Regions from separate parts of the Zea mays genome. Here region 1 is linked to region 2. A link is a contact called in public Hi-C data. All regions are on one chromosome and are shown on one strand. The core of a region is the stretch at or near the end of the contact, and the rest is flanking DNA. Distances in the headings are between cores, read along the strand shown.

Evidence for each region. A called contact is a pair of places that touch in the nucleus more often than the background predicts.
Region 1: a contact with region 2 is called in a Hi-C map of seedling, with 6 times the contacts expected there. The contact joins the enhancer-like site here to the promoter of LOC103645896 in region 2. A contact is called at or near these places in 2 of 25 Hi-C or Micro-C datasets (leaf and seedling).

What each region holds. Positions count from the first base shown.
Region 1 is chr2:8,399,865-8,402,868 of Zm-B73-REFERENCE-NAM-5.0, forward strand. No RefSeq gene overlaps it. Among protein-coding and RNA genes, the nearest start is that of LOC100383774, 6.1 kb to the right of the region's middle. Within about 2 kb of position 1,562, at least 19 of the 20 cell types and tissues checked have an H3K27ac peak or open chromatin away from gene starts, as enhancers often do. A contact at or near this core is called in leaf and seedling, where this site is marked.
Region 2 is chr2:8,095,040-8,097,818 of Zm-B73-REFERENCE-NAM-5.0, forward strand. It overlaps LOC103645896 (S-locus-specific glycoprotein BS29-2), which reads left to right and starts at 1,302. Exons shown (of 6, transcript XM_008670619.4): 1 at 1,302-2,779. The coding sequence starts at 1,514.

The DNA.
Region 1 (3,004 bases), core at 312-2,811, 310 kb after region 2:
CGATTGGTCTCGGGATTCCGGTGCCCCGCCAGAGCCAGCCGATACGTCAAACACTGCCGTCCGATCCGCCCGCCCGTTCCTTTCCGCAACCCCTGAGAAACACGACGCGATCGGGCGGGCGCGGGTCGGCGTCGCCGCCCCCGCTTCGGTCGGCATGGCTCTTGGGCGCGCGTAGTACGTCGCCGCCGACCCACATCCTCTCGGTGCGTCGTGCGTGCACGTGTTACACAGCACGGGCGGAACTCTCGCGCGCGCCGGTACGGTGATGACGACCCGTCGTCGTGTGGCCCGCCCGCCGCTGCATTCTTCCTGCGAAGTGGCGCGCGCACTAGCTAGCTAGCGAGGTGCACGTACGGTGCACCTAGCTATAGCGCACACAGCTCCATCACCGCGGGCGCGCCGCCGGCCGTGCGTACGTGTACGTGTTCCGCACAGGTACCTAGCAGAGCACCACCCACCGCAAACCGCAACCGCAGCCAGCAGGCCAGGCCTGGATTGTTCTCCCGCGCGCACGCACCGCGCGTCGAGTCGGATCGGATATCCGGATGAGTCGTCGTTGCGTCGATCCATGTGCCCTCGGCGGCACGGCACGGCACGGAACGGCGCGGCGGACGTGTGGCCGTCCACGGCGACGACTCCACCACCTCCACCAACAACAACAAGTTTTAACTTTTTTTTCGTGACCGCACCGTGGGTTGATTCTGAGTACGACCGCCGGCGCCGATTAAATTGTATGTTTGTGTGTGTGTGTAGAAGTACACTATATGTGAGTGAGTGGCTGAGATGATGACAGGCGTGGAGAGAAATTACAGCCCAAGTGATTATGATAACACTTTGTTTCTTCTGCTCGATCCGTCGGTATATCGAGAGAGAGGTAGTAATTGATTTTACGTACGGGAAACGGTCGTCGTCCCAATCCATCCAGAGGTGCGTGCTATTTAGTACTAGTATAATATAATCCACGACCAGCTAGCTACCCCACTGCGGACTGCGGTGCTACTAGCCCAATCAATCCCGTGAGGCCGTGACGAAAGGTCGTCGTCCCCCAGGTTCTCGTTCTCTCTCTGTCACTCACGACGAGTCATGACAAGAAGAAGAATTGTTTTCATGTGAACCTTATTCATTATTCTATTAGTGCAACTAGCAGCTCGTCGCTGTGTCTCCCTGATTATTACAATCAATCAGGATATTCGATTCAGGCGTGTGCGTGTGTACGTATTCTGCGTGCTCAGCAAATGAGTACGGGTTTGACCCAGCGACGATTAATCTCTCTCTCTCTCGCTGGATCTGAATGGTCAAAGCTTTGTCGAGACGTGGCAGCGACGTACGGGACAGAGCGTGAGATAGGATCATAGGAGCAACGCTATGCAATGAGTGAGAAGCGCAGAGACGAGAGAGAGAGCACAGCACGGTGTCCCTGTCCCGGCCGGCTTTTAATTAGCTCGGCCTCCTACCACACGCACACGGCCTGCCGGATGGAGAGTGGAGTGGTGCGTGTGTGGTGTGGAACCAAGGCCACCAGGGACGCGAGTGGGCGGCCGCCTTTTTCCAGGCACGCGTGCCAGGACCCGGCCGCCCCCGTCCCCCAGCCTTTTGACGTGACGCCCCCTAGCCGCTACTAGTACTAGCTCTTCTCGTCCGCCGTCGCTCTCCGTCCTTTTTTTTTTCGTCGTCGTCGTCGTCGTCTCCGCGCCCTGCTGCTCATAAGCATGACGTCAACGGGTCTTCTCCCCTTGCCGTACGTCTTGCCGTTGCCGAGCGAGCTTCCTCCGTCTCTTCGCGCCGCCGCCGCCGCAGTAGTAGTCGAGGGTCACGGGTCGCACCGCCTAGTCGTACCGCGTACGTAGGCCGGCCGCCGTCTCGGTCTCGCGATCCACAGCAGATCGATCATCTCTTGCCAGGTACGTACGCTGCCGTCGCCAGCCGCCCAGGCCAGCCAATGCGAAGGGAACGGTTATGTGCCGACCGAAAGGTAACAGCAGCAAACCCGCGATCGACACGACACGTACGACACAAAACCGGCAACAGCTTCTGCTACCCGCTGCGACGGTACGTACTTTGCTCGCGTACACTACATACAGTTACGTTGTATTTTCGTCGAATTATCGTCCGTACGGTACATGCAGGCAGCTGCTGGAAGGCGAAAGAAAACGAGAGGAATACCGAATACACAATACGCAGTGGGGCTGCTCGCGATTACATTACATACAGGTAGACGGAGGAAAAACATCCAAAAGAAAAAGAAAAGGGCACATCGAATCGTAACAGCCATGCCAAAATCACGGGGGTGCCGGCCTAACGCGATTTTCCGGCACTCCTCTCACCGGCGGTACGGTTCTTCCATCACATCAACTTTACCGATAAAATAGACTAAAAATAAAATATTGCTGCATATATATATATATATATATTATTCTACGTACCTATTTTATCATTTAAATAAAAACATCTCTGTTTCGGGTAAAACGTTCGCTAGCTAGCTGGCCGATAATAACGTTACGCCGAAAGCCTCCGGCCTTTCTTTTCTGGATTATTATTAAATCCATCTCCCCGTACGTGTATACGCACGCATGCTCCCCCTCCCTCCGGCCTGCCCTGCCCTACCCTCCCGCGCGCCGAGTCATTGGCAATTTTGCCATTATCATTTGTGGGCTTCGCCAGTATGCCATCGGACCCATAAATCATAGACACAGACGGTCCCACCAGTCATAGACACGGGATGACATAATAACAGGCAGCCAAATTTGAGAGTGGCAAAACAGCAAATTTCTCCCCGCCGCGCCACGCACGCTCAAATTAATACAGAATGATTAGTTTAGCTGCAAGAAGCCAAACATCGATCATGCTACAGTGACAGGTTTGCTATAAAATACGATTTGGTCTGTGTGCGGCGCATGCATGGGCACCTAATTAATAGTTAATAAGGTAATTTCGTCGCGTGTCACGATCTCGCGATGCCGACTTCGTCATCTTCCTGTGGCCGGAAATTCTTAACAGTAGAATA
Region 2 (2,779 bases), core at 52-2,551:
TACACTACTATATTATAACGAATTCTGCCTATATTACGTTTTCATTACGCATGTATTATAACAAACCGAGAGTAATTTGATTATTTGAGGCACTAAACAAATTCAATTGAAAATGTTGCCAACTATAAAGTTGCATAACTTTTCAATACCTACAAATTCTATTTTGATAGTTTCTACATCCGAGGCCGTTTACAAAATTTTAATTTCAAATTTGAAAACTTCACACAATTTTTTCTAAGATAAAATGATTTCAAATAATAAATATCAATTACAAAGTTTCATTACATTTCAAGACCAACAACTATTATTTTGGTGGTTTTTCCATCTGAGGTAGTTTGAAAAAATCGAATTTTAAAATCGAAACATAGTTTTGCATGACATGATAATTTCAAACCAAAACATTGTCAACTACAAAGTTTCATAACTTTTCAAGACCTACAACTTTCATGTTGGTGGTTTTTCCATTCGACGTCATTTTCAAAATTCAAATTTATTTTTTAAAATTCAGAAGTAGTTTTCGTTGACAAGATAACTTCAAACGAAAAAGTTGCCGACTACAAAATTCTATAACTTCTCAAGATCTACAAAGTTTATTTTGGCTGTTTGGTCATTTGTTCATCTCACATGACAGTTCTAACATTATTCAGAAATCTTATACATTTCTCTTGTAGTTTCATAAACTACAAGAGAGATATAGGTTTTATGAACAAATTTACTTTTATTTTGTCATATGAAGAAATTATCAAAATATAAATTGTACATCTTGATGAGTCATACAAATTGTAGTTGAAAACCTTTTCATTTGAATTAATTTAACGCTTTAAAATGTGATTTTTAAAATGTCTTTGTCTAGTTGTTCTTTGCCGAGTGTCAAAAATAAAACACTCGGCAAAGAGTTTATTTACCGAGTGCTCGAAAAAAAACACTCGGCAAAATATTTGGTACTCGACAAAAAACCGAATTCTGGTAGTGACTTAAATCACTTCCGGGATTCCCGTAGAAAGTCTAAGTTTTCAAACTAGTCATTAAAAAATAAAAACAAGAACAATATTCTATTTGCATCACCCGTTGTGCTAATACAAGCACGCAAGCCTAGAAAATCTTTTGGTAGCTTCGTGAAATGTTTGGGAGTCAGTGAAATAGAAGAGATTGAAGAGGCTAAAATCTCTTTGTTAAGGCTAATTTGAGAACTATATTTTTTCTCAAGGTTTTTATTTTCCTAAAAATAGTGAAAATTGAAAATGTCATGGAAAAATAAAGTTACTAAACTAGCCCTTGTTTAATTTTAAATAACGATGAGATTTGAAGCCCTCCGACATCTTTCATTCCTCTCGCTGTCAAACAAGGCTTTAGAACCCTACACAGCGGTTGCTCTAATTATCAGCGGGAAGGGTTACTGCATATAATTTGGTTTGTACTAGAGGAGGACCAATCAAGTCAGTCGGCAGACAACATATAAGGTAGACGTTCGTTATTGTACCGCCTGTGCGGAAACTAACAGCGTTCATGAATCATGACGAAGACGAACACCATGAGAAGCCACGACCTCCATGGTTACAGCCACCGCCACCTACTCGTACAGTCTTCAATCCTGCTTTTCCTCGGAACTTTTTCCGCCGCACAAGCTGCATCCGACATCCTCAGCAAGGGCAGTAACCTTACCTATGGCGAGACCCTGGTCTCCGCTAACGGGTCGTTCACATTAGGGTTCTTCTCTCGCGGAGTGCCGGCAAGGAGGTACCTGGGAATCTGGTTCACGGTGTCCAACTCCAGCGGCGACGCTGTATGCTGGGTAGCGAACCGTGACCACCCTCTCGGCGACTCTTCCGGCGTGCTGGCGATCAGCGATACGGGAAGCCTTGTCCTGCTCGACGGCTCTGGCCGGGCGGCGTGGTCTTCGAACACGACCGCCGGCGCCGGCGCCGCTTCCCCAACGGTGAAGCTACTCGAGTCCGGCAACCTCGTCCTGCTGGACGGGAACGACGGAGGAGTCGACGACTACGGCGTCGTGAAGCTGTGGCAGTCGTTCGACCACCCGACGAACACCTTGCTCCCTGGCGCCAAGATCGGCATCAACCTGTGGAGCGGCGGCGGGTGGTCACTCACGTCGTGGCGTGATGCCGACGACCCCTCGCCGGGGGAATTCCGGTACACGATGGTCAGGCGAGGGTTGCTGCCCGAGATCGTGACGCTGGACTCGAGCGACGCCATCAAGTACCGCACGGGAGTGTGGAACGGGCGGTGGTTCAGCGGCATCCCGGAGATGAACTCGTTCTCGAACATGTTCGTCTTCCAGGTGACGGTAAGCCCGAGCGAGGTCAGCTACAGCTACGCCGCCAAGGCCGGCGCGCCGCCATCCCTGTCCCGCGTCCTCCTCAACTACACGGCTGACGCCGTGCGCGTCGTGTGGTGGCTGGACAAGCGAGGGTGGGACAACTTCTTCACGGGGCCGCGAGATGACTGCGACCACTACAACAGGTGCGGGCATTCTGGCGTGTGCAATCATACTGCAGCGTCGACGACGTGGCCGTGCAGCTGTGTCCAGGGCTTCGTCCCCGTCTCGTCGTCGGACTGGGACGGGAGAGACTCATCTGGCGGGTGCCGGCGGAACGTGTCGCTGGACTGCGGCGACAATGGCACCACGGACGGGTTTGTCCGTTTGCCGGGAGTGAAGCTGCCCGACACGCTCAACTCGTCGCTGGACACGAGCATCACGCTGGACGAGTGCAGGGCGAGGTGCCTTGCCAACTGCTCCTGCGTGGCGTATGCCGCGGCAGAT